Linked DNA regions of Anser cygnoides: region 1 is linked to region 2. The links are chromatin contacts, called in public Hi-C maps. All regions are on one chromosome and are shown on one strand. The core of a region is the stretch at or near the end of the contact, and the rest is flanking DNA. Distances in the headings are between cores, read along the strand shown.

Region 1 (7,370 bases), core at 2,782-5,281, 300 kb before region 2:
CTAATACATAATAAATAAGAAATCCTTAAGCTATGGACTACCAAAAGGTGGAAAAGTCTTTTAGGGAAGCGTTACCATCTACTTGATCTAGTCTTCCTTTAGGCATCTGTTAATTCTTCCCTTAGACAAGCTGCTAGACTGTATCTTTGATCACACTGCACCTGCTGTATTTTTAAAGCAGGAGAAATACAAGTGTTTCTACATGCCTCATATTAGATTTGGCATCATATCTGGCACTGCAGAGATGCGGTGACATAAAAGAGAGAAAACTGTATTAAAAGGGGAAACCTGTTCCGAAAGTGTGCCTCTCCAAAGGAGCTCCTCTGCCTCATTCCAAAATTCAGACTTGTTGAACACGTAGTGTGGAAATCAAAGAGAAGAAAAAATGGAAGCTGTGTCAAGACATTCACACAGAAGAGTAAAAAAAGGTAGAGAATGTGTTGCTGAGCACCTGAGAGCACAGGGCGGGCGGGTGAAGGCAAGGGACAGCACGATAAGGAGATCACAGAATGGTTTGGGTTGAACACCTCCAGGGATGGGGCACCACAGCTTCTCTGGGCAACCTGTGCCCGTGCCTCACCGCCCTCTGAGTGAAGAATTTCCTCCCAACATCCCATCTAAATCTCCCCTCTTTTATGTCATTTTAGTCACGTTTTGTTTTGTTCAGTAAGCAAAGAAAAGGTATTGACTACTTGGATTCTGACCAACCAGGAGGACTGAGTCGTTCATAACAGAAGGTGATTTGGCCAGAAGCGACTTACTTAAGATGATTATCTGCAGTTCACATTATAAATCATTGTTTCTTCTGTAGCCTAAATACTTCAAGTACCCAAACCACAGTCATCAGCTTCCCAATCGTGTCAATGCCCCATTGTTTGCTTTTGCTGAAGAAAGTGACAGAGGTCTGTCTGTAAAGCGCAGAGCACCACCCAGTTCCTGGAGACTGACACTAAGGGCAGCCATGCTTTAATAAAGACCAGCTAATTAGTCATCTAAAGGCATATCTAAAAGGAAAACATTTACAAGTATATCCCATTATTTTTACAAGATTGATTAGTGTTCCAGAATTATCCCCAGACAAACTTTATACTCGTTTCTTCCAAACTATATTGCACTGCGCTTGTCTTCATAAATGTCAATTATTTCACAATTACTCTGTGACCCAAGTACAGAAAGGGTTCGTTTGAAATGAAACTAATGAAAATGCTGGACAGCAAGAATAAAAGCATTAGCAGATTTTTCTTTCACGCTTTGCATACACGCCAATTTCAGAAGCGGGAGTTAAACATTTATTGCTTCTAGTAACCTAGAATAACACCTCTTTTAAAATATTCATGCTTGCTTTATTTATCCTTTATGTTCTTGATTATCCTCTATCTTCTTGATGCTTCCTCCACTAAAAATAATAGCAGTTTAATTCCTCTAAAGCTTCCGCAACTCAATCACTACAATAAAATGCCCCAAGTGACAGCAATATTGCTAAGAAATGCAGTATTTCTGCTGTGCTTAAGTAACACTATTACAATGATAAGCAGTAGTCATAGGCAAGATTCCCAGAAGAGGTTAGAGGAGTAATAACACAAAAAATTACATATTTGCATAGAGCAGGCAGGGTGGGAATTTCATGGGTTCTTTGTTTATAAAACTCTACTTACAAAGAAATTAACAACGCTCGAGAACTTTCTGTCTGATATGGAAATGTGCAGAAATTCCCTAATTCAGAAACGAGCAGGTCTGCGCTCCTGAGTCTCCAGGTTCTCGCTTTCCCCTCCTGGAGCTCTCCTTAGCCCCCACTTTTTACAACCACTTTTGCAGGTTTCACTCAATACTTCCGTATCAAGTATCAGTCTAGAAGGCTGAGAGACAATACCACTTATAAATTATAAAATGTTAATGAAATAAATACAAAGGCTCTGGAAGCTGTACACATAAGTATACTGGTCAGCAAATACGGAATGAAACCCTCTGCCAGGCTCTCCAGCGAGCGCTACACATGAAAGACGAGAAGAAGGAAAAATTAGATGCAACTGCTTTCCAATTGAAATATTTCTGTATATTTTCCAGTGCTGTATTTATTCAAGTCCCTTCCAAATTATGAATTCTCTCTCTTTAAAAGAAGATATTAATATTTTTATTACTAAAGGAAGTTTCTCTTATTCATGTAAACTCCACACAAAAATAAAAGAGAATGGTTTGATGCACCTGACGCAGAGGATCAGCCATATGCAAAGGACAAGTGCACAAAATCTGAAAAATGAAAGGTCTAGTCTCTAAATTGAAAGGGTACGCATAACACAAAGTACTTTTTTTTTTTCCAAAGTGTGGTTTCAAAGAAACACCAAGCATATCAAAAGTTATATTAAAAAAAAACAAGCAGGTTCCTCCTTGCTTCAGCAGGAAACCAGGCCACGCATATCTTCAGTCTTGATGACTGACACGTGACCCAAGCTCACCTGACGAAATTATATCCATAAGGACACATATTAAAGAATTAATGAAGAAAGATAAAAGCCAACAAAAAATTACCACAGGAAACCAAGCAGGCAGGCAGAATCTTCTGATAAAGGACCGGGCCCTCTCCCAAATCAACACAGACCGCTTACAAGTACTGTAAGTATTTGGCAGAGGTCACGCAGTCAGCTATGGAATTCTGCTTTTGGCCTGGCAGGCACAACTAACAAAGTGCCTGTTACTTTCAGAAGCACCTGCTTGAAATCACAGACCTAGAAAGATAAAAGTCAGTGGATACTGCACAGACAATCAAGGGCTTATCTAAGCTAACATCAGCATGAAATCTAAAGCAAGAATTGGAAACAACACATATATTCAACAGGAGTTGTTAAAGTTTTTTTTAAAGAAATATAACCTAGTTGTACACACCTCAAAGGACAAAAACATATTTACCACATCTTGCCAATTTCACCACACCTTACCAGCTAAGGATGGAGAAGAAGAAAGAAATCATGTTTGAGCACTGGTTTGATCAAAAACCTTTGCTCGACAGAGATTATAGCTAAGTGATACAGCGTAGAAAAGTGAAATGTTCCAACTTTTCTAAGCCATAACCACACACCTACACTCTGCTGCCAGACTCAGCTCCCTGGTTGTTGCTGTGAATGCCAGTCCCTCAGCTACAGCTTTGAGAAACAAGAAAAAGCAAATGTTATTAACAAAAGGATGTATTTGTCGGAAAGGCAATCAAAATGTTTCATGTTTTTCCCCATAATCTCTATTAGTAACAACTTTGAGCTCCTACATGCAGCAGCTAGCTGGTGACCTGACCGAATAAGATTGTTTTGACTCAGCAACGTGCAACTGGAAGTTTTAGAGGCGATGGGCTGAACACTCACCTCCCTTCTGGTTTTTTTTTTTTTTTTTTTTTTTTTTTTTTAGCACTAGGTAAAAAGCAGACAGGATTATCTCCTTTCCACTTATGCTTAGTAAGCGTTGTGCTCGCAGCTGCCCGAAGAGGGACTATTAACGAAGCCCTGGTGCCACTTTCGGGCAGATGAACACACTGCGGTCGATATCAGCATTCAGACCCCCCCTAGCCCTCGATCTGGGGACTTTGGACAGCTGGCTGGACAGAGCACCGCCCAGCACACCACGAGTTACCTCTCAACGACCGCAGTGACCGCGGAACCCAGCACCGCGGCGGTACCGCTGAAGGCGCGGACGCCACAAGAACACCGACCCAACCCCGCAGCCCCTACGCGCCTCTCCCCCCAGATACCTCCGCCTCACTAAAACCCCCTCAGAGCCCCCTCAGGACCCTCCCCAGCGAGGCCTTCGGCCCCGGGCGGCCACCACGGCACCACCAAGCCACCCCCCAGCCTGCCTCAGGCAACGGCCGCGCTCCGCTCCGCTCCGCTCCCTCCCGCTCCCGGCCCTCACCGCCTCAGCCGCCGCCGCCTCAGCGCTGCCTCCCTCAGCCGCTGCTCCCACCGCGCTCGCCGCCCGCCCCCCTCCGCTCAGCCAATCCGCATCCGCCCCGGCACCGCCTCAGCCAATAGGAGGCCGGTCGGCCCGCCGGGAGGCGGGACCTCGGACGCCCTCTGGAAGGCGCCGAGCGGCGACCTTACCCGGCAGGCAGTGGGAGATAGTGTCACGTGACCCTTCGGCGCCTATAAAAGGGGCGGCGGGGCAGCCGCCATTTCCTGGGGGGCGGGAGGAGGGGCTGGGGGGTGGGTTTCGCTGCGGGAGTGAGCGAAGGCGGCTGTGTCTATTTTTTGTGGCGTGAACGGAGCCCGTAGCGCGCCCTGCCTGAGCAAGGCTCCTCGGGAGTGTGGGAGGTGTCGGTGCGGGAAGCGCCGAGCGCTCGGTTTGTGTGCTGGAGGTTTTGTGGCGTTGACCTGGCGCCTCGGCCCTGCCTCACGGGCTGCCGGCGCGTCCTGCCCGTCAACAGCGCTCCGAAGTGCGGCTGCCTCGCGGCTGTGGTGGTAGTGCTGTTTGTGTCTCGTTAAAACGTCCCAGAAAGGGTAAAAAGTATCGCCCTGCCTAGGCGAAATGCTGGTGTGGTAGTGCACAGCGAGCTGCAGGGGGCACGCTGAAATAGCTTCCTGGCACGGGGTTGCCGAGGCGTAGGCCGGCTCAGAAGGAAAACAATGCCTTTCCCGGTGCTGGATCTAGAAGGTATTCCTAATGTTGAAAGTTTTCATAAAATATTATGAGACTTGAAAGTTGAGGGCGAACACTTCAGATCCCAGAGAGCTCGGCTGTGCGGGGTGAAGCAGTAGAATGTGAGAATGGAAAGAACTTTACACCAAGTTTTTTCCTCTTTCCTTACTTAAGAGGAAACAGACTTTAACCTTATTTGCTAAACAGCTTTAAGTCTGTTCCTAATAAATTCACGTTAATGGGACCGGTGGGCTGGGGGCTCACTGCTTTGTGCTTGCTTTGAGTGCAGGTAAGTGCTGTATCTCCATGTAGCTCAGGTTTTAAGCAACACGAAAGTGTCACCGAAGTACACTTCGCACTTTACTTCAGCGGTGAGCTCCATTCCGTTTCTATGCAGTAGAGACGCGATATGCCCGTGGCCGCTTCCTAACCCTCACCCGCGGCCCTCTCCGGACTACAACTCCCGGCGCGCACAGCAGCGCCCCCGCCATCCAATAGCGCCTCACCATTCAACAAGGCGCTCCGCGAGTGGCTGAGAGGCGCTGCCGGAGGGGCGCCAATGGGCTGGCGCGGCGGCGCGGGGTGCGTGCGCGGCGGAGCGGAGCGGGCCGTGTGCGGCGCCCGGTGCCCTGGGAGGGCGATGGGGGCCCGGGGCTGAGCCCCTGCGGCGGTACGGGGCCGGGGGGGCTCCGGGGGACGGCGTGGAGCCCTCGGGGGAAGGGCGGCGAGGCCCTGGGCGGGGAACGGGCCCGGCGGGAGGGGGAGGCCGCCCCCGCTGCCGCCCTCAGCGCCCCGTGAGGGCCGGGGGGCAGGGAGAGGCCGGGGGGCTCCTCTGCGGGCCCCCAGGCGATCGGTGACTCCACACAACTTTTTAAGCATCTTAATTACATTTTCCCTTAAAAACGGTAGGGCTCCCAGCTCTCTTAAATTGTGCGTTGGAGGTGGTGGAGAAGTAAGAGCTTGGGTTTTCGTCTCGGTTGTGGTAGAGAGAGAGAGGAGGGTCTGGAGAGGAAATGAGCGTGGCCTGACAGCATAAGATTTGGGTAAAGCTGAGCTCTGTGCTTTTTTCAGGGGGTTAGGAAAAATAAAGGCAAAATGGGGTTAATTAGCATGAGGAGAGGGGTGGGAAGGAGGCAGTGCTTAGGGCACACAACTGGAAGTCACAGGCTTTTGTTAGCATCAGGCTCACAATGGACTTGAGTTTTAAGCTTTAAGTTCTCTTGGCAGCTGTGGGATGTAGTTAGTGCTGAACTTGGTAGAGACTTTTTAAACGTTTAGGGTTGTCTGTTTTGAAAATATGAAGTATTATTGCATGGAATTGTAGCTTCCAATGGATCTTTTTTGTAGTTATGATAATTGAGAAGAAGAACCTGGAGATTAACCGCTGACCTTTCACACTTGCACTCTTCTGAAAGTGGGGCCAGTGATGTGGAAATTAGCAGCATTTTTTTTCGCTTTGTGAAAATGGTTATGATAATTTCTGGCAAAATGCATCTTTGTGGTTGTTTTTGATGAGTATGGTTAATTTGTCTTGCTGAAAGGTCTACCCTCAGTAAGAAAACCAGATAATGCTTCAACAATATTATTTGTTTGGGAAATTACGTGGAAAGTTGTGACCAGATCCAAATTTAATTTCTTTCCTCTTTATGCAGAGGAGAAAGGAGAACACAAACTAACAATATGCCATTATTCATGCTTCTGAGTCTTCAAAAAAAAATTCAGTTGTGTGAGTTTGTATGGCAACACCAGGACCACAGCTTGTTCAGTAGTTTCAGAAGCACGTGATCAGCCCTTTGAAGCAAACTGTTCCTTTGCACCATGGCATAGGCCTTCTCTTCTGAGTAAACATATGCTTTTGTTGCCTGTTGAGTAGTTACTCTTCATTAAAACAGCTGTGGAATCTGAGACTGTCAAGCTAATGTGTCTCATTTGAAATTGATGTGGTGGCTTGGACTTCGATTGGAACGAGGCGTGACCTGGTTGTTCCCCTTTTATTGAAGGTGAACCAGTGAGAAGTTACGAAAAATGCTCTAAGCCCTTTTCACCTTTGAGTGAGTATGGTCTTATGCTAGTTGCTTGGCAAATACAGATAAAGTAATGATCACTCTGCTTGATGCAGGGTTAACCTTTTGCAGGCTTTTTTGGTTTATTTTGATGTAAAACAAGATTATTGCTAAAGGCACTCTAAAGACACATATTTTGATTTTACATGTGTTTATACAGAAGGGTGTTTGTAGATTTGTAGGTTGCCTAGCTGTGAGAAAACTATGGGTTTCTTCAAAGTCTTTGTTAGTACTGTAAAAATATTAATGTACTTTTATATATTATTTATACACATGTATGTACTCAAAGGTTGACTAGTCTAAAATTATATAAAGGAAACAAGTCAAAATATTATTAACCAAACCTGTCTGTTCTCCACGTGGGAAATTTAGATCATGTCCTTATGAACTGTTCCTTTTTTGGTACTCTTACACAATAATAAACTGGTGCACTTGTATTCTTGCCTCTCATCTGTGATTTAACTGATAACCATTACTAATACAGATTTTCTTCAACAGGTATTTTGTACTTGTGGTGTAGGAAAAATGAATTCTACCATGAGTGAGGAGCCTGACGCGCTGTCCGTAGTGAACCAACTGCGAGATCTAGCAGCTGACCCCTTGAACAGACGGGCCATCGTTCAGGACCAAGGATGTCTGCCAGGTCTCATCCTGTTTTTGGACCACCCCAACCCTCCCGTTGTTCACTCA
Region 2 (6,811 bases), core at 2,370-4,869:
CTGTAGCCTTTTCATCCCACGTTTAAATCACTGCACTTCCCTTTGCCTGCCTTCCAGTAGGAAGGGACACGGGGAGCAGCGAACAAAAAGGCTTTGAGTTCTGCTGCCCTGAATTCAGCCTGATCTCTATTAGCTCTGAGCTTCACTTTCAGAGAAAACAGCTGCTGGGCTGAGAGCTGGAAGCAGACCCAGTTCCAGCGGCATCTTCACGGAATTATGCACCAAAAGTCCAGCAAGCCGTAAAGAGTACACAAAACCTCTCTTCTTGTGTGGTGTACAACCTAAATAAATTTGGATAGCTTATCTTTGACACAGAGGTTAATTTGTTGACCCTGTTTCAAAGTCTGATGCCACTGCAGTTTCTCAAAATCACTAACAATGTTAATGTGGGCATTTTTCCTTAGCATTTTCCAAAGACACACATAGATTGTTTTGGCTGAAACACCTCATATGCATTTATACTGAAGACAAGAATGGACTTGCAATATTGCAACTGCCGCTCTTACAGCAGAGCAAAGCTGTAAGGTGTTGAAAATAGCCTCAGAATGAGTAGCACTGAGCAACCAGAAAAATAAGCCTTGTTCCTGCCATTGCTTATAACACATATCTCAGTGGTGTTTCAATGATGCAAAATCTGCTCTTGTCTGAGCCTGGTAGTTTAAATCCCTGTGCACACAAAAGCTACCCAGTAGAACAGGCATTTGTCCATGTGCTGCATATAGCAAAATCACACTGTGATGTGTAACATACAGTACAGATTGCAGTATATACTGTTCTAAGTTTATTTTGAGTCTTCTGCATTTTCATAAGACAAAAAAATATGATCTATATCATCTTACAACATTGGCAGTATGAAACATACACACAGTATGCATTTTGAACTGTAGCATATGTACAGAATGTTCACAATTTAAACAGGAGAAATGTAACTGAGCATCTATCCATGATCCATCTAGGCTTACTAACAGTATTAAGAACCTACTGAAATCTGAGGTGTCTTTGAACTGAAAAGGCCTCAAAGATTATTTTATGAATTCTCCACCTCTCCCGCCCCCCTTCCCCCCGCCCCAGTATATATTTACAGATGCCTTCCCCTCTCTCTAGACTGCAGTTGCTTCTAGCAGCTTTATAAGCCTGGGGACTGCTCTTGAAGAAATTTTGCTGCTTGCCAAGGAGCCAATATCGCTGTCACGGAACAGCAATTACACTCCAGGAATAAGGATAACAACTGGACACAGCTGTATCCAGATGGACAGTAGCATTGCTCTTCTCCAAATACAACAGCATTTACGTTCTTTCTCCCTGTTTATGACCATGCTGCAGTTAGAGCTCCATGAGGATCTCACGATAGCCTGAAACTGAAAATCCTTCTGGTTCTTAAGAGTAATTTTTCAATACAAGGCTGTATCACGGTCAGACTGAGCTTGTACCCCTTGAACATAAAATACATTTCCTCTTTTCTGCTACAGCTACATTAAAGGGGACTGTTCAACCTAACCCTCCTTATGCAGTTAGCTGAGATGCCAGTATGTACAGACACATCTATTATAATTTTAATTGTGCATTTTGTATGCAAATGTCATCCAGCTGGATCTGCGTTGAGATAGTCCATTACTGTAAGACGCCAAACTTCTGACAGTTTTGGGCTTCTAATACTTTGAGATTCCTGTACTAGTAGAAGAGAAATTAATCTGTCCTCTTAGGGTTTTCAAGAGGTTGATATAGAAGAGTACACAGCACTTAAGGGTACTTTAGGCCTTCCAGGTTGTATTCGCTGTATTTTAAAATAAAATAATCTTGCTCATGGTGCTTTGCTGGTGGCGTGTTTTTTCTTGTTTGTTTTTCATCTGCAATTGATCTGAGACAGTAACTTTTGGCAAATACAAACAGTGCAAATTGAAAAAAAAATGCTGTTGCAAACCTCTTCATGCCCTCTGCCAGAACTCCAGCAATCTTTTTGTTGTTTTGAATCTGGATAAGGGATTATTCTAGCTGCCCTAGCTATTTACTTGTAAGTGAACACTTATTTCTCACTATACTGAAGTAAAACACTGAATTTTCACAGCAGAAGTCATTTGTAAAATGAGTAATAGTTCACCCTGCATAACCTGACTCTGTAATTTCTCACTGTGCAAGGCCTTTCAGTTCTGAATTACCAGTTTCACAAGAATTAACAGGATAAGTAGCTACGAAACCCATTGGGATTCCCAAACTGGGGATTTCAGAGTTCCTGCAAAAAGCCCTAAGCTAGCAGTAAAACGTTATTTTCTCTTATGGTTTCTCTGACTGCATTGTATTGCACAACAGGGGTGTCTGTTCTTTGATCTCAGGAAGAACAGTTGATTAATTTAAGCAGCAGTGTCCAGACTCTACGACACTTCAATGCAAGGCACATTAATCATAGTTGCTCTGAATACAGAATGACTATTTTTGACTATTTCACTGCAATCAACAGGAATGTTTGAGGAATAAGACACAAATTTTGCCCAGTTCAAGATGACATATATGAAACAGGCCTCCAAAACTGATGAGATATGCTAAAGTCAAGGAAGCTTTCTTTGGCCAAATCACTTTATCTGCTGAGATACGTTTGGGTCTCTGCAATTTACAGAAAACTTGCAACAGAGCAATTCGGAAAGCTGAGAGTTGTATATGATGCTTCCAAGAAGCAAGGAATAAGTAAACGACCAAATATTGTGAAACACATTGTAATTTGTAATACTCTGTGCAACTGAGAATGAGTAAGGTACGCTAACTCTTGTCTTGTCAGCATTCACAGGATCAGAGGATGGTTGAGGCTGGAAGGGACCTCCAGAGATCATCCAGTCCAGCCCCCTTGCTCGAGCAGGGTCACCTAGAGTGGGATCACATCAGGGCGGGTTTTGAGTATCTCCAAAGGAGACCAAACTGCAAATACTACCTCGCATCCTATCTGTGCTTCTGATCGTACCTTCTGACAGACGGCAGGACGGCTGCCAGGCGCTGCTCTGACCCTGCCATTTTGCTCGTCTCCCCACCTGCCCTGTAGCACCCAGTGCTCTGGCCTTCTGCCCCACTCCACCTCACCCCATCATGCTTCCTCAAGCTGGGGATCTCTCAGTTGCCTCAAATTTTGGGCCTGTCTTCTGCTCTCTTTCCACAAGGCGCTGGCAGCATGGGACTGGAAGGACCGGGAGAACTGGCTGCGCTATGCTGGGGATCAGCCCCGGCTGCTCGCACAGCACGTCAGGGGCGGTCTTCGCTATTTGCACCTCGGTTTTTCTACCTCGGGTTAGGTTTCACGAACCTGCGAGGCGGGTTGTTTTGTTCTTTTACAGACACAAATCCGTTGTTTCTACCCCAAAACAAGCAGAAATTAAACACCTACCAGCCCCACTCCCCGCACCAGCCCAGCACTGCGAGCCCAGGGGGCCCGGCGGGCGCTGAGCCCCGGCCACAGACACCCGAGGCCGGGCCTCGGGAGGCCCCGGGCTCCCTCCGGGCTCCCACCGGCGCCGTCCCGCTCCGGCTGCCCGGTGCCGGCGGCAGGCCCGAGGCCGGGCCGTCCCCTCCGGCCGGGGGCGGGCGGGCGCGACCCTCCCCGCCGCGGGGCGCTCCCCGGGGAGGAGCCGGCCGGCTCGCCGCGGGCCCCGCTCGCCAAGTTCAGCTCGGAGCGGCCAAACCCGGCCCCCCGGGCTCGCTGGTGGGCGGGGAGGGCCGGCCGGCCGCGCTCCGCTCCGGCAGGGAGCGGGAGGACGGGCGAAACTTTCCTCCGCGGCCCCAGCGGAGGCAATGGGCCCCGACGCGCTGCCGCTCGGCGCCTGCGGCGGGGCGGCCGCCGCCGCCGCCCTGCTCCTCTGGGCCGTCTGCGTGCTCTGCAGGAGGAAAAGGTACCGGGGAGGGCGGAGGGACCGGCGGCCGCCGCCTTCCCCCCCGCGGGGAGCGGAGCCGCGGGGCGGGCGGAGGGGCTGTGCGTGGCCGCCGGGGGCCCTGCGCGGCGCTCCCCGACCTCCGCACCCGGGTCCAAGGTGCGCCGTGCTGGCGGCTCCCGGCTCGGAGGGCGGTGGGTGGAGAGCTGGTACCGGCGGGCTTCGGCTTTAAGTTTTAAGTTTAAGCAGGCTGAAGATGCTTTGGGGGGGGGAAACAAACCACTGCGTGAGACGGGCCTGCCTGTTTCTGAACAATGCCCCTCTCCTTACAGTGCCCCTTTCCTTCCACGCTGAGCTCTCCCCAGGTATTCGCCTGAGTTGCTAACGCTTGACGCTCCTCAGCGTCCGTTCTCTCCAGCAGCTGGGGGAGAAACGGGTGGAAAGGCTTGGTGGAGGAGGAGTGAAGAAGGGGAGGGACCACTAAGCTTGGCTTTCTTAATCCCATAATAAAATGCATCGCAAATAAGAAATTTAATTCTTCAATAATATACATCTGCTTTATCTGGTCACTAAAAGTTTTGGAAGGCATGGGTGTAGTAGTCGTGGATGTACCAAAAAGAAATTGCTTTATTAATCTCTTAAAAGTGGTCAGATAGTCAGTCTGACAGCTTTTAGACCAACAAGTGCAGGTTTGGGACCGTGTGTAGTAATGAGCGAAATTTCTCGCTTTGGGCTCAGAAGGGCAGTGAATGTAACAGATACAGGTTATGTTCATGATGTCTGTTCTGGAGCCCTTATTAATATGATTTGAGGTAGAGGGACCGATCCATCTCATAAGTGTGCAGGGAAGACATTTATCCAAGTGGTTGAGTGGGGTCATCTTGTAAGACAGACTACTTGGTAGGTTTGCTTAGGATGCAGCTCCGTGTCTCACAGAACCACAGAATTGAAGGGGTTGGAAGGGACCTCGAAAGATCATCGGGTCCAACCCCCCTGCCAAAGCAGGTTCCCTAGAGCAGGCTGCCCAGGTAGGCGTCCAGATGGGCCTTGAGTATCTCCAGAGAGGGAGACTCCACAACCTCCCTGGGCAGCCTGTTCCAGTGCTCCGTCACCCTCACCGTGAAGAAACCGTCTCAGCCCAGCCGACCACACAGGCGGCTGCTGCTGGCCTTGTCGCTCCTCCCTGCTGCTCCTCTGAGCCCCTGAGAGCTTGTTCCACAAGTTGGACCAACAGAAACTATTTAATCTTTCTCTTTTTTTTATAAGTTTGAGTTTTCTGCAAGTTTCGGGCCTTAAACGAGGTCAGCAGAGGAGAAGTGAGACATGGTCAGGGCAATCTGCAAGGGGTGTAATTTTGCGGTTAGAAGCTGGTATACTGACTCAGACACATTATAAAATTGTGCCTGTTATTAGTAGAAATTCTAGTCGAGCTGTAATAGGTTGCATTTTTGGAAATGGAAGCAGGCAGAGCCTTTACTGTGAAGTTTTTGGTCAGATGTGGATGGTGGGTAAAAAGGGTTGAGGAGCCTATTTTCATATTTTCCTAACCCTTGTGGCTATAGAGTTTTTGAAGTCTTCCCTGTGGAGCCTATAGAAAAATTGTTAGGACATTTGTTCCACACCAGAATGAAATTATACAGGAGGCCTCAGCAAGAAGGCATGCTGTTTTGCCCAGAAAACCAAACTGTCGTTTGATTAATAAAGTATTTGTTTAAAACCCAAGCTGTTTGTCTAACAAGTATAAGCACCAGTGTGCAAGCAACTGGAAATAAAAAATGGAAAAACACATCATCCTCTGTGTAGTACAGGCTTCAGCATAAGCTGCTGATGTAAAAGTGCCATCCTGCTCCAGGAAGGTGTTTTTTTTGTTTGTTTGGTTGGTTTGGTTTAGTTTGTTTTTTTAAGCATGTGGGAAGAAAAGAAATTGTGCATGGTCTTAAGAGATGCTTGGCAGCAGCCTGGCTGCTTCTGATCTGCAGTAAGAGCAGCCATGCTAAAGCGTGCAGTGTATTAAAAAATGGGAATAAGGTTTAGTTCATGCTTCTCAGATTAGTGCAAGTTTGTGCTCTCCTGTTGCTTGTCTGGCCCACACCTGCTTCTCTATCCTCACGTTTCGTCCATGTGTCAGATTTCTTTCCCTTTCTCCTGTTTGAATCTAATAAATTCAGCAGCAGGCTGGGCTACTGCCCTCCCACTCAGGAATCAAAAAAAACCAATTGGGAACCTGTTGACATATGGAAAGGAGACTTGGCAAATTACTGCATGAATAAGGGCCAAAGTCATAGATTGTAGTCCTGATTGAACATGGATCATACCCATTTGAACAGAGAAGGTGAACAATTCTGGCTTTGCAGGGCTTGCCTACACTAGAAAAAAAATGGTGCTACTTCACCTGTTTTTATAAAGATGAATATCTTGTCCTAATGTTGGTGTGCTTGCACCAGCATACAAACTGTATAATGGATTGTGTCTTGTGTTTAATGTGCCAAGATAAACTTCAGCAGAATAATCAAATTTAACATCTTTACTACAGCTATTGCATGGGTTTCAGCTAGGATAGCTACAGTAGTCGAATGTGTGTATAGATGTATACATAAATGAAGAGGTTAAGGAAGTAAATATACACAGCTAAGTGTCACCTTGCCCTTAAGTGTTGGGTTAAGTTTGTTTTGCTGGACGATGTCTCTGTCTGTCACAATTCAAGAGAAATAGAACCACTTGTGTGACTCTTAAAGCTGTCCTTCCAGGAGCAGAACAAGGGTTTGTACGTCCCAATGAAGAAAACTCCCCAAATCACTCCCTGATGTTCCTTAAACAGATGTTGCAGGATTTCTCCTTTCTTGGCGAGGGATGCTTCTGCTTCATTTACTCAGGCTGTGAGTGCTCGTTGCTGTACAGAAGATGTTGTCAGAAGTATTGTATTGACTTAACCCGCTATTGCGTTTTTCTGTAGTGCAGTTGGT

Evidence for each region. A called contact is a pair of places that touch in the nucleus more often than the background predicts.
Region 1: a Hi-C map of liver shows a contact between it and region 2, with 2.4 times the contacts expected there. The contact joins the promoter of MTFR1 here to the promoter of CYP7B1 in region 2. A contact is called at or near these places in 2 of 7 Hi-C or Micro-C datasets (both in liver).

What each region holds. Positions count from the first base shown.
Region 1 is chr2:126,801,417-126,808,786 of Taihu_goose_T2T_genome, reverse strand. MTFR1 (mitochondrial fission regulator 1) reads right to left here and starts at 4,031. Exons shown (of 8, transcript XM_048061696.2): 1 at 3,895-4,031. It overlaps ARMC1 (armadillo repeat containing 1), which reads left to right and starts at 4,188. Exons shown (of 7, transcript XM_048061699.2): 1 at 4,188-4,632; 2 at 7,179-7,370. The coding sequence starts at 7,206.
Region 2 is chr2:126,499,022-126,505,832 of Taihu_goose_T2T_genome, reverse strand. CYP7B1 (cytochrome P450 family 7 subfamily B member 1) reads left to right here and starts at 3,619. Exons shown (of 6, transcript XM_048061682.2): 1 at 3,619-3,869. The coding sequence starts at 3,772.